Linked DNA regions of Anas platyrhynchos: region 1 is linked to region 2. The links are chromatin contacts, called in public Hi-C maps. All regions are on one chromosome and are shown on one strand. The core of a region is the stretch at or near the end of the contact, and the rest is flanking DNA. Distances in the headings are between cores, read along the strand shown. Region 1 overlaps MAML3 (mastermind like transcriptional coactivator 3). Region 2 overlaps MAML3 (mastermind like transcriptional coactivator 3).

Region 1 (5,744 bases), core at 2,270-4,769, 79 kb before region 2:
CTGCAGGGACATACTTTGTCTTCAATCTAGGAAAAAGATCGTGACTTTTACCTTGGAACTGATTGACCTGTTGCACTGGATACGGGCTCCGCTGTTGCTGCAGGTGCTGCCGAGGCAAATGTGACTGCTGCTGCAACTGCTGAAAATGAACGAGCGAAAGAAAGCAGAAGAGAAAAAGATGATTAATTAATTAGAGAGCTGGAAAGGGGCTGGTGACAAGAGTACGGCAGCAGAACTGCAGTGTTTCTTATCTAGCAAGCTGTTCTGGAGACAAGCAGAGTCAACTGAAGAGTGCTCCTGAGAGTACTTGGGCTACTCAGCACATGGACTCCTTCTGGTTCAGAAAGGAATAAGCACTGAGGCTAACATCAACTCTCCTTGCTTACAAGCACTTCATCTTGACCTCTAAAGTGCAAACGGGACTGTCTTCGCGCTGAAAAGAGAGGGAGGGATATGAGATATCTGCGTTCACCTAGGTCTAAGTGCAGCTGTATCCACACACCCCTTCCTTTCCCCAGCCCTGACAGGGTCTGGATGTATTTATTCCTGGTAACAGACTGCAGCCCACCTGCACTCAGCTGCAAGCAATACTGCATCCTGATCTGAGAACCGTGTTCTACAACCATTACCTAGCCAAACCAGAAATGGCTACTAAGGCACATTTCCTCCACTATTTTAGTGAATGATATTTGGGGAGCTGGCGATTGCAAAATGCCTCTATTGCTTGATCCAGATCACACTGGTCATCTGTGGTTGTTTTCTATGAATACTCATGCATCTAAAACAGAATTAAGGGCTATTTAAAAACAACAACAACAACAACAAGCTTTCAGAGCTTTCAAAGCCTAGAGTATACTTGACTAAGCAGTCACTAGAATGGCGTATCTTTTCACTCCATCTAAAGCTGTACAAATGCTTTGTTCAAAACCAAAGCTGAGTAACAAAGGTAAGGGAATGGCAAAGATGGGAAAGAAGCAAGTACTAATCCCTGTGTTCGTAAACATGTGCTACAAATGATCAAAAAGATAAAGGAAATCTCATTGGGCACACACCTGAAAGCCAAGAGCTTAAGGACTGACTTTTAGACTTGTCTTCTCAGTGACTGGCTCCCGGGTGTATGCACTTGAATGGGCCTGATGCGTGTGTGGGGAATCATTACTGCATCCTCACTCTGCATTTGTTCACCCCTGGACCAATTCATGCATCTTCTACCTGAGTATTTCTAGGAGCATCCTTCCTGTTCACTGGGGGAGAATTCTTCTCTTTCTCATACGGACCATGCAACAAGGGGAAGGCTATCAGTACTTCTACGGCTATACAACATGTGCAAGTTCTAACTCCACTTAATGCAGAGCCCAATTACAGGGGAGAGCAGCAGCAACTCTCACCGTACCAGTCTGCTTCTGCCAGACTAAATGCATCATGAGATAGCAGGTTAAGAGCTAACTTTCCCAGTGTCTAAAACCCCATGCAATTGTCATGTCCACAGCTAGGAAAAGGTGTAGTATTTGCCAAGGTCATGGCAGGACTGAGGCAGATGCCTCTTCTTTGATAACCACTGCTGAAAAAAACATGATGTAAGCCACAGAGAGAGAATTTCTGACTGTAAAAGGAAGGGCTGGTGTTGTACTGCCTGTAGTGCCCATGCTGCCATACCAGCACGTGCTGCAGAGCTCGAGACAAACAGATGTTGTACCTGCTCTGCTAGGATCTGCTGCTGCTGCTGCTGCCTCTGCTCTCGGAGAAACTGTTGTTTCTGCTGCTCCATCACATGGAGCTGGGCTCTCTGCTCAATCAGCATCTGCTTCATGATGGCTGCTTGCGGTTGGTTTCCCAGGAAGGGACCCCCAGAGCTCGTGCCTGTGACCACGCTGCTGGAGCCCGGTGGGACGGAAGGCTGCATAGGTGCTGTGGTCCGAGACAATCCCACTTGGTGCTGCTCCTGCACAAACAGAGAGAGAGCCTGGTTACTGAGGGCGCTCGCGGGCTGGGGAAATCATGGTTGGTTAACAATATGCCTCAAGTCTGTGGGCGAGGACTGGAGCTGGAAGAAAGTAAGAGTCCTTGCTTGTGCCTCACGCTGTCTGCTGCAGGTGGCAGGTTCCTCGGCTCTCACGTCGTAACCCGGAGTTCAGAGGCCCCCCAGATAAAGCAAGAGCACTTGACAATTCACTAATAATAAGATACCAGAATTGGGTACTAGGTTTATTCTCACTCAGGCTAAGTAACCCGAGAGAGATGTTTTTCCAAAGTTTTCCTCTGTCATCATGGGGATAATAAACCTCGTTTCTCTCCCTTCCCACTTCCTTCCCTTTCCCCACACCAGCATTATCAAGCAGGCCTCTGTGTTCAGGAGCTGAGGCTGTAGGCAGGCACAGTGAAGAGCCCTAATTCCCCCTATATTGCACCAGAAGCTCAGGATTTACGCACACAACGTCTTTATTTATGATTTTCACCCCACAGCTAAGGACCAAAAGCTCGTCACTGGGAGGACACAAGCATCTGTGATGCCACGGGTACCTTCTCCTACCCCCCCTGCTTTCTCTTTGTGCTCCCAATGCAACTTGCTGTCTTTTAGTGCTGGGAAAAGAAAAAGAGATGGGAGCAAGGATGCCAGAGTCTCTGCAGAAGCCCTCTCCTTTGGATCTTCCTCCCCCAGCCCGCGTTTCCCCCGCATCTCCCCATGCTGCCCGGCTCGGCACAGCTCAGATCAGCACCAGGGGACGCTGCCAGACCGGGGCAGCACGGCTCGGCTCGGCTCAGGGTCACAAAGGTCAGGTTTTCAAGGACCCTTTTGAGGTAATAACAAGAAAATACAATTTGTCCACATCTCTACTTTGCACTGGTAGTTCCCGAAGGGCTCCCCGCTGAGAGGCAGCTCTCCGGTACTCGGCTGCTTTCCCTTCCCAATGTACACGTCCCCCTGGTCTGAAAGTTTCCTCCCCACCCCAACAGCCTTCCCACATCCCCCCCTTTCCTTCCTCACACCACACTTTGTGGGCTCGTGGCCTGACGCTCCCCTCACTGCCCTCACCCTGCCACCGTCCCCATCCCGTGGGGCCCGGGGGGACACACAGCACCCTTCTGAGGATCCCTCCTACCCCGTCCCCCCGGCTCCTGATGAAGTCATCAGGCCGGGGATTGCATAAGGCTGCACAGGGCTATCTCGTGTGATACTGGGAGACCAGCCAACTGCTTCCATTTATAGGCAGCAGCGAGGCCGCGCTGCCAAGTCACGGAGCCTTTGCTGCAGCTACTGCAAGGGAAAGGAACCGGGGGGGGAACGGCAGCCGGAGGTGGCACCCGCAGGGGCTCCCCCAACCCTCTGTGCGCAGCTGCTGCCGGGGCTGCAGCCCCAAACCTGGCTGAATCTGCCTCAAAAGAGCCTTGCTGCAGGACTCGATGATCTTGAGGTCTCTTCCAACCTAGAAATTCTGTGACTTGTGTCCTGGCTCGCTGCGTGTGCACACGGAAGCAGCGCAGGCACGAACCCGTCCCGCAGTGCCGCAGCTCGGTCCCGCAGGGCGTTACGCTGCAAGCTGCGGGGTTGGGAAGGGAAGAAAGCCCCGAAGGAAGCCCCGCCAGCTGACACGAACCCGTGCGGCAGCTGGAGGAAACACGAAGATTAGCACGGGGGTGTCACTTCCAGAGCGGTGTGCTCAGCCGTTCCTGGGTACGGGAGTTTGCCTATTCACAGCAAAAGCTTCCTGTTTCCAGCTTTAATAACAGATCTAAGGCCAGGCGTTCTTCATCAAGCCAGAACACCACCCTCCCGCCCGGAATATTTCTGCTCCTTTCCATTATTTTTGGCCAAAGCTCTTCCCAAACAATGATGAAAGGCCCCGCTGACATCACCAGGAGCAGCCCTGGGTTGTGTATCCCGAAAACAGGAGTGCAGCCCGGGCAGAAAGCCCCTGCCAGCAGGAAAATGCTCCCTGGTGTCCAGGAGCAGAGCTCCTCACCTGCTGCTGTGTGGCAGCTGTGCCTGGGTCCAAACCCAGCAGGACCCCCATGCTCCCCACAGTCTCGGCGACCCCCTTCCAATGCAGCCCAGGGACAGGATCGAGTGCCCTGCACCTGGGAGTAAGGCCGGATTTAGGCAGAGTCGAGCTTCCATTCGTGGAGCCAAGAAAGAGGCAGAATTTCCAAATGGTCTGTGTGACACGTCTGGGCAGGTTTTCGTAGCTGTAGAGCACCCAGTAAGGCAAACTTCTGTAGGGACCTAGCTGCTTCATCAGCGCCTCTGCCCACGGTATTTCTAAGGATCTGCTGCAGTGAAGGGTCCTCCTCGGAGTTCAGGGTGGTGTGTGTACAGTTACGCACACCAAACACAAGTGACTTCAAAAAGAGGACAAAGGGGAAGGAAAAAAGGTATTTTCCTCTTTGTCTCAAATCTTACACGTGCCTGCTCCTCCCTCAGATGTTGTCAACTCACACCACTTCTGCTGGAGGCCCAGGGATCAGAGTGGGACCCCAGGGACCAGAAACCATCAGGGGTGGGTATGCCACCTCAAGGGACAAGGTGTTTTCCAAAAAAACAAGGACTTTAAAGCAGCATCTTAACGTGCAAAACAGACAGTCGAACATGAGCTTCGCTGTGCCGTTCTGTGGTATGATGTGAAGTAATGCAACCCCTGAATATACAGAGAGCAGAAGAGCAAACAGAAGCCAGGAGGTGGCTTATCCTGCATACTGCATTAGAAGAACGATGCTAGAAAAAATGTGTACAGTCAGGCACCTACATTTCAGAGCCAGAGCAGAAAAAGAAGACACAAAAATGATTTGAGGCAGAAAGCGTCTTCCAGTGAGAGACTTAAAGAGCTCAATCATTTAGCTTACCTCAAAGAAAGCTGAGAGACGCTTTGACCATGGCATATAAAAATACCTTCACGAGGGAAGAAATCCTTTAAAGAGTTCTTTTATCTAGTGAAGAAGGCAAAACCAGATACAAGGGCTGGAAGCCAAAGACAGATTCAAATCAGAAAGAAGAATCACATTTTTACGCCGTGATTTCATTACCCACCAGAAATGGCAGATCTCCACTTTCTGATGTCTTCAGAGACGACAGCCTTTCTGGATAAACGCAACTTAGTGGTGCAGCCGACCGGCCTGTGATGTACGAGACAGCGCAGCGCTGCCTGCCCTCACCTCTGCGCAGCTCCGAGCTGCTGCTCCCTGGCACCAGAGGCAGCTGGCACTGCTGCACCGCGCTGCTGCCTCTCTGGCAGTCACTGCCCCTTCCTCATGGGGATCTCGTCACAGCTTGTGCATGTGTATATCTACATGTAGATCACAGAAGCACAGAATTGATAAGGTTGGAAGAGACCTCCAAGCTCAGCTGGCCCAACCATCCTCCTACCACCCTCCGATCACCCACTAACCCATGTCCCCAAGCACCATGTCCAACCTTTCCTTGAACACCCACAGGGACGGTGACTCCACCGCCTCCCTGAGCAACCTGTCCCAGTGCCTGACTGCTCTTTCTGAGCAGAAATGTCTCCTCATTGCCAACCTGAACATCCCCTGGCACAACTCGAGGCCATTCCCTCTGGTCCTGTCACTAGTTACCTGCGAGGAGAGGCCGCCCCCCAGCTCCCCACAGCTTCCTTTCAGGCAGTTGCAGAGAGCAGTGAGGTCTCCCCTGAGCCTCCTCTTCTCCAGACCAAACACCCCCAGCTCCCTCAGCCACTCCTCACAGGCCTTGTGCTACAGGCCCTTCACCAGCTTTGTAGCCCCGCTCTGGG
Region 2 (6,389 bases), core at 550-3,049:
TTTTCATTTCCAGAACAATTGATATACTAAGGCTGCCTCGCTTACACGTATCAAGGAGTCAGATTTTGAAAAATGCCAAGTATCAGATCTCTGAGCATCAGGCCTCTGAACATACAGGTACCCCAAAGCTGAAAGACGCTTTGGGAAATGCTTCCTGCTCCTGCCGGCTCACATCAATAGCTACTGCCTCGAAATCAGCAACGTTAGACTGGCATTTACTGTCACTAACCACACGGATCTACCACATAATGGTGCCCAGAAATGGCAGAGCAGTCAGCAGTTGCACTTTATTCCACAGCAGATATCTAATGGGGATGTTATTCTATGCCCGAGCATTAATAAACTCACAGCAGAAGCTGCTGACTACGTTTGTTTTCAGGCTTTAAGAAGCCTGAAGAATAGAGGCAAATTGGATGCTATTCATATCCTGCAAACAGCACTTTGCACAACACCCCGACAGCGGCCCAGGGAGCGGAATTGGGAGAGGCACACAGCGATCGAGGAGCTTCACTGGCACACAGGGAGGATTAGTTTTGTTTCAAACAGCTGAAACCGTGCCCGCTGTTGGTCATTTGGTCCCACGCTCGTGCTACACCGCAGTCATCTCCCTAAAATCCCTGCAACTCATGGCACAGCGTTTACAACACACTGGGAAGTGTACTAGGTTTACCTTAGAAAGCCTCAAAGTGATCTAGCTGAAAGTAGCGCGGGGCCTGTGAGAGCCCTGTCAGACATTTCAAACCACGAGACCCTGGTGTGAACTGCTCCGAGTAATGCAATTCTGGTAGGTGGCCATGGGAGCTTTGTAGGGACCCAGAGATCAACATCGAAATCAGATTACATGCTGCTGGGATGCTCTTTTTATATAGGAGACACCACCACATTACTTCTTTGCTTCTAAGTCTCCTCCCTCCCTCCTAGTATGTGGTGAAGCATATGGGTGTGTGAGAAAGTTCACTACACGTTTTAGATCCTTCCAAGTTACCTGATTTGCATCTGTTCAGCTGCACTTTTGCCTTGCATCTGTTCTGCACAAGGAGGTGTTGTAGGAAGTAGGAAACAAAACCCCAAACCAGGCAAAGATAATGCTCCTCTGGGCACTTTTGTACCAGCGGCCAGGCTGACAGTTCTTCTACCCGCGGAAATGCCAAGGTTTGCACTGTATGCGTGGTGGGTTTTCTGCTGTTCTCCCTCAGAAGCACGCACAGATCCTAGCAGCAGTAGTTGTCCAGATTGAAAGAAACAGTTCAAGACCCTCACTGTAAGCCTTTCCAATACAAGATTATTTGGTTTGCACTTTGGACAAGCAACACGCGGCGGCGAAGGCTGGGATCCACCAGGAGCCCGTTGTCTTGTGCCAGCCGTGACCACAACCCAGCTGGGAACGCCACGAAATTAGAGAAAACTTGAGCCGTGCTTTGTGGGCAGACCCTCTCATTTTGATTTCTTGGTCTTCCGGGACTTGGTCTTCATTCTGGCTTACAAAGCATCCCTGCTGGTGGGCCGACACAAGCAGAGCCAGTGGCAGAGGAGCCTGCTATTGTTTCAGTCAGAAAAGTCTCCTCCGAAGAATAATTGACAGGAGGGGAGAGGAAACCCCATGGAGCAAACGTACACACAGGCTGTGCTGCTGCTAGCTCTGCTTCTGTGGTTCGTGTTGATGTTTATTTCTGGGAGGTTTCAGAAATAACAGAAGCATTGCCCAGCACTCATTTTAAGAAAGCAGGGAAAGGGGAATGCTCTCTTCTGCTCTTGCGTGTCGCTTGCAAGGCCAGTCCAACGTGGGGTCTGATAAATGCACTGTAGTGACACGCAGCTCTTGACCTTTCATGTGCTGCTGCTTCCCGAGGTCCCTCTGGGTGTGTTTTGAAACCAGAACCTTGCTGTCACCGTGCCAGGGGCTGGGCAGAGAAAGCAACAGAAGTGACCTTCAGTTCGGACCTGGTATGCTTTTGGTCTGTGATGGAAAGACTTAATCCCTGCTGCGTACGGGAGGAAGGAGGCAGGCAGAACATCGCTCCCTCCAGAGCTTCCCTGCTCTTCCTTTCCACACACCTGCACTTCTCCAGGGAGCTGGAGGTCAGAGGGTCTCAGCGTGCCCATGGTCCCCTTGGCCACCCCTGCCACACCAAGCTCTGGGGTGCCAGCAGGAGCCGTGCAGTGAAACAGCAACATATTAAAGAGACAACAAATAGCATTAATACAGCTGTCCTTGAAGTAACAGACTTTGTTCTGGGACTAGGAGTAAGAAGATTTAATTTTCAGGACAAAAATTTAAAAAAATTAAAAAAAAAACCAAACACACACTATAGCTTTCTCACTTAAAATTAGCTCTTCTGCAGAGATGTTCTTTAAGGAACGGAGGGAATGGAGAGAGACCAACAGTAGGTAAAACTGCTCTACTTACTAAACCCTCTGCGCAATCTGCCTGAATAAGTCAGTATTTCTCAGTATCAGCCAAGCTCAATTCGTGGAGGAAAAGACCTTTGTGCAAACAGAATGGCATTTAGCAAAGAAATGCTCTGCCTTGCCATTTCCACAATGTCCTGAGCAAGGTATTAGGCAAAACATTTGTTCTGTGTAGCTATGTTAATCTCCAGTTCAACCCCTTCTCCTCCAAAAGCTTTGTGCCTCTGTGGAAGAGGTTTTCCTCTAAACAGCCCATGGAAAGACAAGACTCTCACTCTCTCTCTTCCCATCCAAACATTCACCCTCACTGGTTTGTTATTGTGACTCCTAACAATCAGATAGTTATGTAAGTCTTAATTGCGGTGAGAATTGTCTGGAGACTACTGCTCAGATCCCAGGGACAGAAAGCTTCTTTTTAATGTCTTAGATTAGGTTTAAAGAAACAGATAAATACACCAAAGTTGTTCTGGGCAAAATATTTGTTATACTTTCCCACATGATGCCACTTTGGCCCTGGCGTACCGTCAATAAAACAAAAAAGGAATTATAAAGGTCTTGGCTCTGTTTTTGTATTGCCTTAGAAGAGGTAAGCAGAGAATTAAAATGTCAATATTTGGCCCATAATTGATAAATTCAGCCCAGCAAATTCTTTCCTGTCCTGTGAGAAGCACCGTTTGAGCCAGCAGCCTGAAATCCCAGAGAAACCAAGGACGAGCGAGGTTTATTTGCTCGACTCACTGATAGCGGTGCTGCTTGAGAAAGTTTCTGGGAGCAGAGAGACACGCAGTGCTTGAGACGGCGAGGGGGCTTCTCGCCCTGCACCTCGGAAACGAGCACCTTCTGAGGGCAGGGCTGCCAGGCCATGTTAAACAAAGCCACGAGACACTGAGCATAGACACAACACCACCTCATGGTCTCGGATTATGTCACCCACCCCCAGCCATCGGCGCTGTTTATTGCTCTGGCAGTACGGCTGTTTTCTAGTGAGGTGCTGGAATGGCTTTCAGCACGGCCCTGCCTAAATTAAAAACGCTTTCAGTTATTATTTTATGCAGCCAGCGTCTCTCTCTGCTGGGATTGTGCAAATGCCACTTGTGTCGATTCCTGCTCATCAGGTGAGCAGTCTCAACAGAGTCCTTGCACCATGCTAATAGGGGAAATTTGTGCGAATCCCATGGGGGCAGGAAAACAGTTTACCTGAGATACATGAATTTATATTGTTACATTATAAAAGCTTTGCAGAAAGGAGCGTTTCTACCGGGTGTCAAGCTTCTGTACTGCATAATCTATCATCAAATCTCAAAGACATCTTGCCAATTATTTTATTTTCCTTTTAAAAACCAACGGGGAAAAAGAAAAGTGGATTTAACATTTACATTACTATTTGCAAAACTGAAAATAATGTGTTTTTTTTTTTTCCAGTAAGTTATGTCATATTTACTTTTAGTGTAACGTGCTGACAAATTAAATATTTTGCAGAAAACTTCTCCACTACCATTATTTAAAAAAAAAAAAAAAAAAAAAAAGACAGGTCCAAGCAACATAAAAAAAATCAAAATACCAGAAGAGCAAAGCAGACGCTGCTGCCTTTGCATTATGCTGCTTCTTTAAGGGCTCATTTCTCAGGTGCAGGCTGACCGTGGACCTGCAAACCCCTTTGACCACACACCACAGCTCCCGGTGGCCCAGTTGCTTGCAGCCTGCCTGCCCAGCACCCTGCGGCCTTGCCTGGCAATTTCCCTCTCACTGCCTCCACGCCACCCCAGCAGGAGAAATGCACAGGGGTCTGAATCGCATGTACCTTTTCAATGGCCTTGGCTAGACAACTTGCTAACTTACCAGTTTTATTTTTTCTGCTGTAATCCTCCAGCAGTTACCCAAGCACAAACACAGCAGCAGAAGTGGATCCGTATCGAAATCCTAACAGGAAATTTTGGGGTGTAACAGAAAAGTGAATTACGAGTTACAGGAGTAAAAAAGAAAACCCAACCAGTATCGGGCTACGCCTTCCTCCTGCCATTGATTCATTTCAGCTGGTGAGAAGTTACGAGCTGGGAACCGCACGGCTGCTATCACTGCTGGTGTGTCAGAGGATCCGTCTCCAGTTTCACCGAACCCGTTTCAACTCCTGCTGCTGTTACAAAAGCATCATAAAAATAGCAGCAAAACTGTGCTTTTTGAAGCAAGCAGCGCAGAAAAATATCCCTCACAAAAGCAAAGTTTGCAGCATGCTGTAATTAAGCTCACATCCTGACAGTGGGAGCATGAAGTTTTGTTCTAAATATAGCAGAAGCCTCTCCGATGTACAGCCCCCTTTTTAATGCAAGATTTACAAAATTAGTCATTATGTGCCAGCAGCCTCCTAGGAATTCTTGAAAAAATATTGGGGGTTTTAATGTCGGGAGCTTTACAGCAGGGATTGAAGGCAATCTCTAGTGTCAGGAAACAAATTATTTGGGTTTGCTGCTACCTACACAGCCCTTGCAGGAGGGCAGGCACTACACAAGGGCAGAACTGACGGTGTGAGCAGACAGAAGAGCACACTGAGCATCAAGGGCAGACAAATCCCTTGGCTTTTCCCTGAGCATCGATCTCTCCTCCCAGCTTTCAGGAGCTGTTTCACATGGCATTTTCCCTGTAGCTAGCAACCCAGCTAAGACCCCATCAGCTTTGGGTTGTCTTTAATTCAGTCTAAAGCAGAGATTTAAGCCAGCTCAAGCTAGTTCATCCTAAAATGCAACGTGAGACCAAGTTTAAACTGAGTTTGGAAACCAGGTTCTTAATCAGAAGTTATTGAAATAGATCAAGCCCAAATCCTGGTCCTAGCTGCATCAGCTGATGGCAGAATAACTGCTGAATTCCACAAAGAAACCATCCTGCAATTCCAGAGCAATGAGACCGTGTTTTATCTCTGTTTTTCTGGTTCAGGTTGCAGACCTCATCCCGAGTCCTGCGCCACCTCTGCAGTGGGAAGGGAAGAGGACAGAAGCTCCTGGCTCACCCTCCACGGCTATGCCCGTGCTGCAGGAGCTCCTTGGGCAAGAGCTGTTACAGAGGTGGACTTGGCTCGCAGGTGACATGGCACGGGGCAGAGCGAGTGTTTCCAGCAAGGTGCGCACTGCAACTGCTTCAGACAGCTGCAGCGGCTCCAAAGCAGCTGGGTAAACTCCTATAAAAATAGAAACAGGCTCCCAGCAAAATCCATTTTTGATTGAGTCCAGCCTAGCCCTTCTCTGCACTCTGTAAGCTGAGCTGAGCCTCTGGCAGCTCCGAGCAGGGCTCGGGGGGCTGTGTGCACTTCCACATAGCGGTGCAGCACCTAGGTGAGCTCGGCATGGACAGAAGCCCGCATTTCTCAGAGCTCTGAGCCAGCAGGTCTCAGAGCCCCTGGGCTCCAGGCACACTGACCAGCCTGCCCATGCTGAACCCAGAGGTGGGTGGAGAAATGTGGGGATAGCACGGTGCTACCACCGAGGGCTGGTGCACAAGAGAAGCCTCGTGCCCTGGTCTGCACTGCCCCAGACAACCCCAAACACAGCTGTACCTCCCTTTCTGCCCTCTCCAGCCCAGTATTTAATCTGTATAAACCTCTCCCCTACTACACGTACCAAAACTCACATGGAAAGGCAAGCTACTGCGTAGCCTGCATCAACTCCCTGTAAAAATTGGGAATAAAAGCTTCCAAACACTGTTCTGCAGGAGGCTCCAGACAGTGCCTGGGAGCTGTGAACATGTAACAGGGAGCAAATCCATCATTTACCCAAGGCTGTTTTCCTTGTGGTTTTTTCAGTAGCGTGCATGCATGCCTTCACTGTTTACTGTCAGCAATTTCCAACGTGCTGACACAGCTAAAAGTGACCACAAAGCCAACGCGAGCCGGCAAGGGGAAGAAACAGGAGTAGGAACGTCAGGAGGTGCAGGCTCAAACTTTGCGCTCCAGCCGCGGTAACTCCCAAGGTAACCTGGCTATCGCAGGGAGG

The links. Hi-C and Micro-C count contacts between places; a contact is called where the count stands out from the background.
Region 1: a contact with region 2 is called in a Hi-C map of liver, with 1.6 times the contacts expected there. The contact joins two enhancer-like sites. A contact is called at or near these places in 3 of 8 Hi-C or Micro-C datasets (liver, small yellow follicle and subcutaneous adipose tissue).

Annotation. Positions count from the first base shown.
Region 1 is chr4:40,050,431-40,056,174 of IASCAAS_PekinDuck_T2T, reverse strand. MAML3 (mastermind like transcriptional coactivator 3) reads right to left here. Exons shown (of 6, transcript XM_072036764.1): 4 at 1,697-1,942; 5 at 52-139. Among named protein-coding and RNA genes, the nearest start is that of MGST2, 23 kb to the left of the region's middle. Within about 2 kb of position 3,519, at least 7 of the 8 cell types and tissues checked have an H3K27ac peak or open chromatin away from gene starts, as enhancers often do. A contact at or near this core is called in small yellow follicle, where this site is marked.
Region 2 is chr4:39,968,696-39,975,084 of IASCAAS_PekinDuck_T2T, reverse strand. The region is part of intron 2 of MAML3 (mastermind like transcriptional coactivator 3); the gene reads right to left. Among named protein-coding and RNA genes, the nearest start is that of MGST2, 100 kb to the left of the region's middle. Within about 2 kb of position 1,799, at least 4 of the 8 cell types and tissues checked have an H3K27ac peak or open chromatin away from gene starts, as enhancers often do. A contact at or near this core is called in small yellow follicle, where this site is marked.